Linked DNA regions of Sus scrofa: region 1 is linked to region 2. The links are chromatin contacts, called in public HiChIP or PLAC-seq maps. All regions are on one chromosome and are shown on one strand. Each heading gives the region's core, a stretch centred on a gene start, on an enhancer-like site or on the middle of the called end of the contact. The rest is flanking DNA. Distances are from core to core; before and after follow the strand shown.

The links. HiChIP or PLAC-seq counts read pairs in DNA pulled down with a chosen protein or histone mark.
Region 1: a contact with region 2 is called in an H3K27ac HiChIP or PLAC-seq map of alveolar macrophages. The contact joins two enhancer-like sites. A contact is called at or near these places in 1 of 5 promoter capture datasets (liver), 14 of 47 Hi-C or Micro-C datasets (alveolar macrophages, blood, embryonic fibroblasts and 6 more) and 2 of 2 datasets of contacts at active chromatin or transcription factors (alveolar macrophages and skeletal muscle).

Annotation. Positions count from the first base shown.
Region 1 is chr6:36,203,399-36,210,347 of Sscrofa11.1, forward strand. No RefSeq gene overlaps it. Among named protein-coding and RNA genes, the nearest start is that of N4BP1, 85 kb to the left of the region's middle. Within about 2 kb of position 5,038, at least 14 of the 83 cell types and tissues checked have an H3K27ac peak or open chromatin away from gene starts, as enhancers often do. A contact at or near this core is called in alveolar macrophages and retroperitoneal adipose tissue, where this site is marked.
Region 2 is chr6:36,107,551-36,114,168 of Sscrofa11.1, forward strand. No RefSeq gene overlaps it. Among named protein-coding and RNA genes, the nearest start is that of N4BP1, 11 kb to the right of the region's middle. Within about 2 kb of position 3,276, at least 47 of the 83 cell types and tissues checked have an H3K27ac peak or open chromatin away from gene starts, as enhancers often do. A contact at or near this core is called in alveolar macrophages and retroperitoneal adipose tissue, where this site is marked.

The sequences.
Region 1 (6,949 bases), core at 3,788-6,287, 98 kb after region 2:
ACCCTGGGCTCCCTCCTAACTTTCCTAACTAGCTCCGACCCAGCCTCAGAATAACTCCAGCCACCTGACCCCAGTCTAGTTTGGGATTTTCTGTTCTGCTGTCATGGAACAGAGCCTGACTCACAGAAGGCCTTCAATAAACCTTGTGGCAGATCTGAGTGCCCAGACCTGTGTTCCCTTCCTTGGGTGTGTGAGCCTCCTGCTACAATCAAACATTCATTGAAACGGTGATATATAATTATAACATCCACCTTTCCCTTTAGATCATGAGCATTTATTTTTTCATAACAGGAATTCCCTGCATTTAGCCCAATGTGGCATATAGTAGGTGCTCCACAAATATTTCATGAATGAATGGATGGATGGATGGTGAGAGATGAATTAAGTCCCTCGCTGAGTAGAGGGGTTTAAACATGTTCAGGAGCCCATGTCACAGACGTGACAGCAGGAGTGGGAAAGCACGGAGCTGGGAGAATGAACTCCCTGGTCTTCTGGGGAGACTGTCAGCAAGACGATCTAGCACCTGGAGGCCAAATTCTTTGTGGATTATGCAGGAGTATTTTTTGGTGGATGTGCTGGGGTGATGGGGGAAAGGAAGTGTTTCACCCCAGAGCAGCTCATGTCAAAGGCAGGCAGGGAGAGAGCGGGCAGGCCTAGGTGGGAAGAGAGCTTGTTGGGACCAGACACCAGCCAGTGTTCCCAGCAGCTACTGACTCACGTTCCCTCTAAGTGGGGAGCAGAAACCGACCCTCCAAACCTGGGGCCCTGTCTTGGTGAGGAGGTTGGGATCCTACTCGGTGGACTGTAGGAAACTAAACAGGGTGACAGAGGCTCATGGGGCCCTAAGGGAAGGTGGGGTGGGGGTTCTGATGGAGGAAGCTGATGTCACGAGCAGGTCGTCCCTGGTCGTCAGAGCCCTCAGTGGGAGGAATGGAGGCCAGGCTCTCATGGAACGAGCCTTAGACTTTTATCATCCCATGGATGGAACCCTATGCTGGGAACTACAAGGCTCTGGATCGTCCCAGTATGGGACCTCAGATTTGGTGTGAAAATGCAGAAGGTCAGAGAGATGGAAAAATAGACCCAGAGTGGGTAAGACAATGTCCAGGGTGCCACAGAAAAGCAGTAGGTAATCTGAACGCTGGGCCAGAGCTCCAAGGCCACCTATTTACTATCTTTGGAAGGTTGCCCTAATCTTCTTGGGCCTCAGTGTACTCATCTATAAAATGGGGGTGATAATAATACCTACCTTAGAAGATTGTCATGTTAAAGAAGAGCATTCCTCCATTCAATAAATATCTATTGAGGGCTCTGGCAGTCACTGCTAGTTATTCTCCTTTCTTGGGAACAAAACCCCTGCTTTTTTTCATTTTTTTTTTCCTATGGCTATCTCTGAGGCATGTGGAACTTCCCAGACTAGGGGTTGAGTTGGAGCTGCAGGTGCAGGCCTACACCATAACCACAGCAACACCAAATCCAACCCAATCTGAGACCTACACTATGCCTTGAGGCAATGCTGGATCCTTAACCCACTGAGAGAGGCCAGGGATCAAACCCGCATCCTCATGGAGACAATGTCAGGTCCTTAACCTACTGAGCCACAGCAGGGACTCGCAGTATGTGAACTTTGGGGAAGCCTTACAAAGAAGCATGATTTGGGTTCCCTCTTCCTTGCTGGCTAGAATTTGGCAATGATGTCTAGAGCAGCCATCATGGACCATGGCATGGAAGTCAAAGCAGAAGATGCCTGGGGTCCTGTTCATCATGGGGGTTCCCACTCGATAATTATGGTATAAGCAATGGGACTCCCCATCAGTGGCCCTTGTTCACATAAGACAAAAATAAATGTATTGACAGAACTTTGGAAGTTCCCGTTGTGGCGCAGCAGAAGCAAATCCGACTAGGAACCGTGAGGTTGTGGGTTCGACCCCTGACCTCGCTCAGTGGGTTAAGGATCTGGCATTGCTGTGAGCTGTGGTGTGGTCGAAGATGCGGCCAGGATCTGGCATTGCTGTGGCTGTGGTGTAGGCCAGTAGCAACAGTTCTGATCAGACCCCTAGCCTGGGAACCTCCATATGCCGCAGGTGCAACCCTATAAAGAAAAAAGACCAAAAAAAAAAAAATCGTCCTTGACAGAACTTTGTAAATCAACCATAATGGAAAAAAATAAAAATCTTAAAAATAAATAAATAAATAAATAAAAATGTGTATTTCTGCAAGTCACTATTACTCTGGGTTTTCTGTCACTCATCGTTACACCCAATCCCAGTTGATATGAGAGCCATTTTTGTGCCAGGCCCTGGGCTCTGGACTGGGATAAAGCAGAAAACAGAACCACATGCAGTCTCTTCTCTCCTGAAGCCTCCAGTCTGGTGGAGGCAAGAGACAATCAGAAAAGCACATGCAGGAGTTGCCGTTGTGGCTCCATGGTTAACGAACCCAACCAGTATCCATGAGGAAGAAGGTTCAATCCCTGGTCTCACTCAGTGGGTTAAGAATCTGGCATTGCCCTGAGCTGTGGTGTAGGTTGGAGATGTGGCTCAGATCCCCTGTTGCTGTGGCTGTGGTGTAGACTGGCAGCTAAAGCTCTGATTCGACCCCTAGCCTGGGAACCTCCATATGCTGAAGGTGTGGCCCTAAAAAAAGAAAAGAAAAGCACACGCAGAAGTGAAAATTGCAAGTGTTAAGGATCCAGCGTTGCCGTGAGCTGTGGTGTAGGTCGCAGATGCAGATTGGATCTGGCGTTGCTGTGGCTGTGGTGGAGACCAGCAACTCTCTGATTAGACCCCTAGCCTGAGAACCTCCACATGCCATGGGTGCGGCCCTAAAATGATTAAAAAAAGAAAGAAAAGTACCAGCATGCCTGAGGATGGACAATACAGGACCTGATCTCCTCGGGGGCATGGAAGGATCCTGAAGAAACCACATGTAACCAGCGATCTGAAGGGTGAGAGGACTCACCAGGAGGTGGAGAGGGGACGACTGTAGCAAAGTAAAGCAGGAGGGACGATGGCACAGAGAGACAATAGAAAAGGGTCAGGGAGGTCACGGGCAGAGCTGGGACCTCACAGCGAGGGGCGTGCGAGGCAGGGGCCAGACCACACGAGCCACGGCAAGTACAGTCTTCCTCCTAATACCAATACTGACAATAATGCCCGTAAATCATTAGCGCTTACTCTGGGGTTGCTCTTGTGTTGTTTAATGGAAAAAATACCGTTTGCTATTTAAAACCACAGATATCAGCGTGATTTACAATAGCCAAGACATGGAAGCAACCTAAGTGCTAAGTGGGTAAATGGATAAAAAAGATGTGTGCATCTAAATATATATGTGTGTGGGAGTTCCCATTGTGGTTCAGCAGGTTAGGAACCTGACTAGTATCCATGAGGATATGGGTTCAATCCCTGGCCTTGCTCAGTGGGTTAAGGATCCGACGTTACTGCAAGCACTGGCATGGGTTGAAGATGCGGCTTCGATCCCACATTGCTGGGGCTGTGGCGTAGGCTGGCAGCTGCAGCTCTGATTCGACCCCTAGCCTGGGAACTTCCATATGCTGCAAGCGTGGCCCTGAATATAAAAATAAAAATAAGTAAATACACGAATAAATAAATATGTGTGTATACACACACACACACAATGGAACATTATTCAGCCATGAGAAAGAAGGAAATCCTGCTATTTGTGACCACAGAGATGGACAATGAGGGCGTGCATTATGTTAAGTGAGATAAGTCAGACAGAAAAGGACAAACACTGTATGACCTCACTTCTACGTGGAATCTTAAAAAAGCACAACCGACTCATAGATACAGAGAACAGATTAGTGGCTCCCAGAGGTGGGGTGTGTGGGTAAGCAAAATGGGTAAAAATAGTCAAATGGTATTAAAAAAATTTTCTTTAAACATACCTCAGCTATATACAACAGAAAAGCTGAAATGAAAGGAAAAATATCAAGTGCTGGTGAGGGTGGGGAGCAACTGGAACTCTTGGCCATAAATCCATGACGGCAGTGCAAATTGTTACAACCACTTTGGAAAACTGTTTGGAAACAGGTGCATCTCCTAGGACCCAGCTATCCCACTCCCAGTGGAAATCCACCCAAAGACACACATGTGACCTTTCATGGCGATGCTATAAGTAACAGCCCCAACCTGGAAACAGCCCCAGTGCCCATCAAGGGTAGAATAAACTGGAGTTCCCCACTCACTCTGGGGGTTAAGGAGCTGGGGTTGTCTCAGCTGTGGCCTGGGTCGAAGCTGTGGCCAAAGTTCCATCCCTGGCCTGGGAACTTCCGAATGCTGTGGGCATGGCCAAAAACAAAACAAAACAAAACTAGAATAAATTGTGATATAGTTACATAATGGTATACTCTGCAGCAATGAGAATAAAGATCTATGGCCCCGCACAAGGAACAGGATGTTGAGAAGAGGTCAGATGCAAAGAAGCGCATACCAGGTGAAGCCACTGAAGAATAGATCCAGGAGAAATCCCTCTGTGCCACTGGGAGTCAAGAGGGTGGTCTCCTTGGGGAAGGAGGGCAGGAGGGGGCTTCTAGGTGCCAGCTGCACTCCATTTTTGGTCAGAGTGCAAGTGACATGGATATGTTCGGGTGATACAATACGTTGTGTGCACCGTTCACGCTGTTGATGTCCCCTTTAGTACAAACGCTTAAGTAAAACGCACCTGCCTCCAGCAGACAGCGGCTCCTGTCAAACCAGCAGCCGGGCTGTCTGGGGTGCATTTTGAGAGGTCTGGATGGTAAGTAGGGGAACAGGGACTCCGGAGAGCCTCCTGGCCTACAGAGGGAGGGGGAAAGCCCAGCTGTGGAGGCAGCCCAGGGGAGGAGCTGGGAGAGGGCCAGGAAGGCCCTTGACTATTTTAAGGGTTTGGTGTGTGGCCCATGTGTGACCCTTTCGCTTGATGCCTCGGACGAGCTCTCACTCCTGAACCCTGGGTGAGAATAGCTTTTTATCTTTTGAAATAGAAACCGACAAAGGGTGGGAGTCCCCTTGTGGCTCAGTGGGTTAAGGATCCAGTGTCGTCACGGCAGTAGCTTGTGGTGCATTTTTGAACCCTGGATAGGGAACTTCCGCATGCCACATGGGCAAGACCAAAAAGAAAAAAAAAAAAGAAAGAAACGGGCAAAGGGCAGAACAGAGACAGCAGACATAGAAGAAAGAGCAAAGGCCAAAACCAACCACGAGAAAGCAAGGCCTCTGGGAATCTGCCCAAAACTCAGGAAGAACTTGGGGCTTCTCAGAGCAGGGGCAGGGGGGAGCCTGGCTTGTCTGGACCTGGATGCCAGACGCCCCCTCCCCCTCAACAGTTGGTGACGCAGCTCTGAGCAGCTGGTCTAGGGCGGTGGGGGTTGGGGGGTGAGTCACTGGCTGGGAGAGGGCTTTAGGGAAACAAAAAGCCTCGGGCCAGGGCGATGGATTGTTTGGTCCTCTCAGCACCTCTGAGTCATCCCCCTGTGCCAGGTGGACCCCCAGCCCCCCGCAGCTTTCCCAGGGAAGGTGAAGGAGATGCCCAAGGTGTTGCTGTAGTTGGGATGGAGATGCTGGAGCTTAAGGCCTCATCAGGCTCCCGGGGCAAACCTGCATGGGGGTGTGAGAGGAACCCAGGTCTTGGGGGATGGCTGAGATGCCTCCGTACCTCTGGAATCATCTGGCAGGAAGGGGCCCAGGCCTCCCTGCATCTCACCCCGAGACAGTTGATGGCTGAGCTAGCTGGCGGCAACTTGCCCCGTATGCTTTATTTTTAAAATTTAATGTTATTGGAGTGGAGTTGACTTACAATGTTGTATTCATTTCAGGTGTACAGCAAAGCAAATCAGTCATACATACAAATAGAGCCATTCTTTTTTACAAAGATTTTCCTATGCTATACAGTAGGGATTTTTTTTTTTTTTTTTTTTTTTTTTTTTGCTTTTTAGGGCTGCACCTGTGGCATATAGAGGTTCCCAGGCTAGGGGTTCAAACAGAGCTGAAGCCGCCAGCCTACACCACAGCCACAGCAATGTGGGATCCGAGTTGCATCTGTGACCTACACCACAGCTCACGGCAACACCGGATCCTTAACCCACTGAGCAAGGCCAGGGATCAAACCCGCATCCTCATGGATGCTAATCAGGTTTGTTAACCACTGAGCCACAACAGGAACGCCTATACGCCAGGTTCTTATTAATCATCTATTTCATACAGTCGTGTTATTCTCACCCTCCCAATTCTTCCCTCCCCTCAAACAGATTCACCCTGTGGTACCTCGTAGGCTTTAGATTTCCTTCTTCCTTCCTCCTTTTTTTTCCTCCCTTCTATCCTTCCCTCCCTCTGTCCTCCCTGCCTTTCCTCCTTCTTTCTTTCCTCTCTTCCTTCCTCCATCCCTCCTTCCCTCTCTCTCCTTCTCTGCCTTCTTCCCTTGCTCCCTCCCCTTCCTTCCTTTCTTTAAATTTTAAAATTTTATTGTAACAGATACCAAAAAATACCCAAAAGAATACGGAAGAAAATAAAAATATCTGAGTTCCCACCCTCCCGGAGAGAATCACCATTTCTGTGACAACCTTTTCATGCGTTTAACAACTGGCCATTTTTAAAAGTAAATAATTTAAAAATAGATTTAGATATTCAGAAAACATGCAAAAATATTGCAGAGCATTCCCACACGTGGCCCTGTCGTAGTGTGGGCTGCTGTGACAAAAATACCACAGAACGGGTGGCTTCAATAAACATTTATTTCTCATAGTAGAGGCTGGGAAGTCCAAGATCAAGGTACCAGCAGATCTGGTGTCTGGTGAGGGTGCTCTTTGTGCTGGGTTCCCCTTGCATCCTCCCAGAGCAGAGACCATAAACAAGCTGTCTTTTTTTTTTTTTTTTTGCTTCTTAGGGCCACCCCTGTGGCACATGGAGGTTCCTAGGCTAGGGGCTGAATCGGAGCTATAGCCGCTGGCCTA
Region 2 (6,618 bases), core at 2,026-4,525:
GACACTTGTGAGAGTTGCGAGCCAGCAGGCAAGGAGGCTCTGCCAGTGCAGCTATTTAAAAAAAAAAAAAAAAAAAACGGAAAGACTGGAAACAAACCTAAAGCCCATCAGCAGGGCAGTGGTGATCAAAACTATGGAAACTATGGTCTCTGTGCAGTGAGGTACTACAGCAGCTGACAAACAGAAGGAGAGGCAGCATTATGCAACAGCCAAGACGTGGAGACACTAAGTGTCCATGGATGAATGGATAAAGGAGATGTGGTGTGTGTGTGTGTGTGTGTGTGTGTGTGTGTGTACACACACACAATGGAATACTATTTGATCATAAAAAAAGAAGGAAATCCTGCCATTTGTGACAACCTGAGTGGACCTTGAGGGTGTTATGCTCAGGGAAATGAGTCAGAGAAAAACAAATACTGCATGATCTCATTTATTGAAATCTAAAACACACACACAAACACACACACACACACACACACACACACCCGTAGATACAGAGCAGGGGGTTAGAAGGGTGGGGAATATGGGTGAAGAGAGTCAAAAGGTACAAACTTCCAGTTATAAAATAGATGTCTGGAGATGTAACATACAACAGGGCGACTATAGTTGATAATACTGTACTGCATATTTGAAAGTTGCTAAGAGAGTAGATATTAAAGATTCTTGTCACAAGAGGAAAAAAAAAGGAGTTCCCATTGTGGCTCAGTCAGTAGTAATGAACACAATTAGAATCCATGAGGACACAGGTTCGATCCCTGGCCACGCTCAGTGGGTTAAGGATCTGGCGTGGCTGTGGCTGTAGTGCAGGTTACAGACACCTCTCGGATCCCACATTGTTGTAGGCTGTGGCACAGGCCAGCAGCTACAGCTAAGAGTCAACCCCTAGCCTGGGAACGTCCATATGCTCCTGGAACGGCCCTAAAAAGACAAAAAGAAAAAAATTTCTGTAACCATGAAAGATGATGGATGTTAACTAAGACTTATTAGGGAGATTGTGTCACAATGTATACAGTTATTGAATCATTACGTTGTACACCTGGAACTCATATAATGTTGTATGTTGATTACATCTCAATTTTAAAATTTTAATTAATTTCAAAAATTAATTTGCTCAGAGGGTAAAAACCAGATATAGTGTCCATGAGGATGCGAGTTCGATCCTTGGCCATGCTCAGTGGGTTAAGGATCCCATATTGCTGCAAGCTGCATTGTAGATCCTGCGTTGCGTTGCTCGGGCAAAGGTTGGCAGCTGCAGCTCCAATCCAACCCCTAGCCCAGGAACTTCCATTAAAAAAAAAAGAAATATCTCCAAGATATCCTATACAGTTATAAGATGCCGATTTATGCAAAAGGGGAGGGGGGAGATGTATTCGTATTTACTGTGTGTACTTTTTAAAAACGAAAGGTCCAGGAGTTCCCTGGTGACATAGAGGTTAAAGATCCAACTGCTGTGGCACAGGTTCAGTCCCTGGCCTGGGAACTTCCACATGCCTTGGGTGCTGCCATAAATAAACAAGTAAAAGTGAAAGATCCATATAAAACTAATGACAATGGTTACCCATGGTGAGGGGTCACGAGACAGACAGGGTACAAAGGCAAGAGGGAATCCTTCCTCTGAATGCCTTTTTCTTTTCTTTCCTTTTCTTTTCGGGCTGCACCTGCTGCATGTGGAAATTCCTAGGTTAGGGGTCGAATCAGAGCTACAGCTGCCAACCTAGGGCATAGCCACAGCAACATGCAACCTACACCACAGCTCACAGCTCTCGGCAATGCCCCAGATCCTTAACCCACTGAGAGAGGCCAGGGATGGAACCTGCAGCCTCATGGATACTAGTCAGGTTCATTACTGCTGAGCCACAACAGGAACTCCCTGAATGCCTTTTTTTTTTTTTTTTAATGTGATTAAAAAACCATAGCAAAAATCACCATCTTTAAATTTTCCAGTGCAGCGGGTCAGGAGGGTTACATGTAGTCATATTGCTGTGCAATGGTACTAAGTATGTTTCATCACTTTTTTAGATATTTTTGAGCCACATTCCTGTACCACCTATTTTGAAAATCAACTTTAAAATCATTAGGCCCAAATAAGATAAATCAAGAGAATCACTGTCACGGAAATAGGAAAAAAAGTACATGTGCTTGGAAATCAGAATGCGCTGAATTCCAACCTGGTCCCTGCCATTTACGAGTCTGGGGCAAGCGAAGGAATCCTCTAAGCCTTAGTCTCCCCTTTCTTTAAAACCCTTCCCCAGAGAGATGGCGCCACTCAAAGGGCAGTGGTGAGCACTGAATGAGAATTCTTATAAAGCCCCAGGGGTAGTAGGTCTCCCAAAGTAAGTTCCCGCAATCACGGGTCTTTTTTCACCGCATCTGGAAGAATCCTGGAGAAAGGAGGGCCTTTGGCCAGTGCAGTGGTGTGCCACCTTTGGAGGGCCAGAGTCATTGGAGGGTGCCTTCCTGGACCCCACCCCAAACCCACCGCCCCAGAACCTACTGGTAAGACCACAGCACTCCTATTCTAATGCATCCCGCCCTGCCCCCGCCAACCCAGACCAAAGCGATAGAACACGTTTGGCCGGGAGTCTGTGCTCCTACACTGCACCCCACCCTTCAGCTGCAAAACTTAAGGAGATTTGGAGACATTTGCTCTAGCTTCCACTAGGGGGCGGGCTTGGTGCTCTGGGGGTGGGGGTTGGTAGGCCGACTGACCTGCAGATGTCATTCTGGAAGCAGAGGAGGCCTCGCTGAGGCTGCTAAGAGAGCTTGAGGGAGCTATTTCCTTGTGTGTGTTGGGAGGACGGGGCCGGGGATTGCCCTTTCTGTACCTTGAATCTTGTATAGCCTCTCTCTCCACTTAAAGCAGCAAAAAGAGAGTGCAGTGTCCCAATTACTGAGCTTCGTCATCCATTTATTGAGCTTCTGATGCAGCTCCCAAGTTGCTCTCTCCACACTCTGGGCTGTGCTGGGGAGCAGATCCAGTCCCCTTGGTTGCCTGGAGCTGCCAGTTGTGAGCGTTTTTGTCAGAGAAAAGCACGGCGGGACGCCAGCGCTGCGGCTGACCACTTTCCTTCGGTTCCCTCCGAGGTCCCTTCCAATCCGTGGGAGGCTTTTCTGCCCATCACCGAGATCCATTTACTTTGCATCCCCTTTTGGCCTCGCTACCTCCTCCCAAAAGATCGGCGTCCCCGGATTTCCCAGGGATTCTCCCTGTCCCTCCCGGGGAAGGGGGCTCGAAAATCGGAGGCTGCACTGGCGCCGTGGGGACAGCAGGTGGCGCCCTGGGCTGTGGAGGCTGGATCAAGAAAGCCTTGCTTATAAAAAGACTTTCCTAGAGAGAGTAGAGGTACCCCGTGCGCGGAGGGGCGCGATAAATATTTGATAGCGAGGCGACTTGTGCTTGTGAAATCGTTTCCTGTTACACCGTCTCCTGGTCTAAGCTCTGGCTGGCAGGAGAGTGAAAGAATGAGAATGCGTCGTCGGCTGGAAGGGCCCGGAACCTCCTCATTGCAGAAAAGGGGAACTCGGCTGGGAGCCGGGAGGCTCATGCAGGCCCCCACGGAGAAAGGCAGAGTCAAGACTTCTGTCCTGCCGGTGCCTGGGCTGCCCTTTGACCCATACGTGGCTCTTCCAAAAAGATTTGCTGCTATGAGCCCATCCCTGCATCCAGGATGATGTCCTGGGTTCAGAGCTGAGTATTTCCTGCACTTGGGTCCTTTTCATCCCTCTTCTCTGGCCAGATCTCCACCCTACCCGAGTTACTACTCGGTTAACATTTTTCTTAAAATCAACTCATTTTTAAAAGTCAAATACAATTAAAAGGGAAGCATTTTATTGCCACAATGATTGGGAGTCTGGTATTTCTTGCCAAAAACAGAACCGTGAAAATAAACACATTACAATTACAATTCCTTAAAAGCCTGGCTGTTTCCCAATGAATATCGTTTGCCATCCCGTCAGTGGTGTGCTTTCCACACTTAGGAAAAACTCTGGGATTCCAGTACAAGCTCTCCCAGGAGTTCTGTGTTTTGTTTTGTTTTGCTTTGCTTTGCTTTTTAGGACCGCACCCTCGGCATATGGAAGTTCCCAGGTTAGGGGTCAAATCGGAGCTACAACGGCCGCCTACACCACAGGCACAGCAGTGTGGGATCCAAGCCGAGTCTGCGACCTACACCACAGCTCACAGCAAAGCCAGATCCTTAACCCACTGAGCAAGGCCAGGGATCGAACCCACATCTTCACAGATACTAGTCGGGTTCGTTAACTGCTGAGCCACAAAGGAAATTCTCTCCCAGGAATTCAGAATGAGAGGAGGCGAGAGGTGGGGATGGGAGAGTGGGGAGGGGAGCTGGGGAGAGCTGGCTATGCGTTTTGCCCCCTTAGAGAACAAAGGGAACCTTGACTGCTATCCCACGTCCTTCCTGCAGTATGCATATGCTTCCGGAAACTGCCCAAGTTATTTTTTACTCTGGAAGCTGGAGGAACAGGGTGGAGACCTGGCTTCCTGTGAGCCTGCCCGGCCCTGAAAGCAAGATAGCATCTCAGGGTGCGCAGGTCCTCAGACCTCAGCCAGCCGGTGCTGGAGGGGCCCCACAGCAGGCCTCCACCCTTCTGCTTCTGCGGAGAAGTCTTCGATTTTGCAGATCTCTGTGCCAGCCAGCTCTACCCTGCCTCTTCCTTATGGTAGAGACTTCTGACAAGTTCCTCAACCTCCTTAAGTTTCAGCTTCCTCATCTGTAAAGTGAGCAGGATGCCTACCTCCCAGGGTTGTTTGTGGGGGCTCAGCAGGATTGTTTGTGTAGAGTCAACCCATCAATCATTTGCAGGAGACGTTTCCTCTCTCTCTCTCTCTCTCTCTCTCTCTCTCTCTCTCTCTCTCTTTTTTTCTTGGTCTTTTTAGGGTCACACCCACAGCATATGGAGGTTCCCAGGCTAGGGGTCGAATCTGAGCTACAGCTGCCCGCCTACACCACAGCCATCAGAACTCGGGATCCGAGCTGCTTCTGCAACCTAGACCACAGCTCATGGCAACACCGGATCCATAACCCACTGAGCAAGGCTAGGGGTCAAACCCACGTTCTCATGGATACTAGTCAGATTCATTTCCACTGAGTCACGATTGGAACTCCTGCAGAAGACTTTCTGTTGGAAGTGCTGTGTGCATAGCCCAGCTTCTCACATAGGGTTAAGCATGAAAGGAGTATTTGCAAAAGCGGTGCATATAACATACACAGATGTTTATACAGCTTGTATAGCATATCTTCCGGCCACAGCACCTTCAGCCAATCCCCTTCTCGAGTGCGGTCTCTGCGCCTTCTCAGTGCCCCTCAGCTCTCCCTGTGGTGGTGACAGCTCCTCTCTTTCACTCTGAAGACATCACAACTTCCTTCTCCTCCAGGAAGACAAGCAGAGCTCACCTTAGCCATCGCTGTCCTCTCTCCCACCCCGTGTCTAGAGAATGCTCGGAGCCTTGTAGACACTCCGGTGAAGCTTGTTGTCTAAAACTCCACCGCCCACGTGACTCAGCCCAGAGGTCCCACCAAGCCGATGCCTGTCCTTGGGCTGTTTTGTTTTGAAGGCGGCTGTGCGCAGCCAGGTGCCCAGACCCGACTGCAGTGCGTGAGGCTGAGCTGGTCTCCCCTCCAGCTCCACAAACTCATCTGTCACATGAGCCACCGCCGCGCCCCCCCACCCCGCCCCTCCACCCAGACTCAACCACGCCCTCTCCACAAACAGGAAACCAGACTACCAGGATGCTGAAGCCCAAGCCCTTGCCTCTGGGATTTGGGGACCTTACCACCTTCTGATAACTCCCCGTCTATGTAAAATAAAGTCTGACGTCTTTCCCAGGTCCATCAGGCCCCCTGGCTCTGGCTCCTGCCCTCCTCTCAACCTCAAAACCCCCCTTCGCCTCTCCTCACCCCCCAGCTCCAGCTCCAGCTCCAGGCACATGGGCCTCCTCGGGGCTCTGCAAACACACTAACCACGCTCTCTGCCCCGAAGCTCTTCTCTACATGTCCCCCCACCTCCCCATCCAGATCTCTGCTCACACGTCAGCCCCTCAGAGGGGCCGTCCCTGGCCAGCTGTTTGTAAAGTGGCATAAACACAGCTTTTCCTTTGCAGAATCCTCATTGCGGTGGGGATGCGCTTTTTCTCTATTCTTCATCTTTCCGTTGCAGGTGATCTCTGAGAGACAGCAATGAGCAATGGCTTGAAGCAAGATCTTGATTTTCTGCTCAGGAACTTAACCTGGACAGCCTGGTTGAAAACCAGGAATCCTGGCACTAGACTGACCAGAGGCTAAAAACAGAGTTGCCCTGATTCTTGCCCCCTGCTGAAATCCAGAAAGTTTCAAGGAAGCAAAGACTGTGACAACAGGTGTTTGTTTTTTGTCTTTCGAGGGCTGCACCCACAGCATATGGAGGTTCCCAGGCTAGGGGTTGAATCAGAGCTGTAGCCACTGGCCTACACCACAGCCACAGCAACTCAGGATCCAAGCCGCATCTGTGACCTACACCACACAGCTCACGGCAACGCCGGATCCTCAACCCACTGAGCAAGGCCTGGGATCAAACCTGCGTCCTCATGGATGCTCGTGAGATTCGTCTCCACGGAGCCAT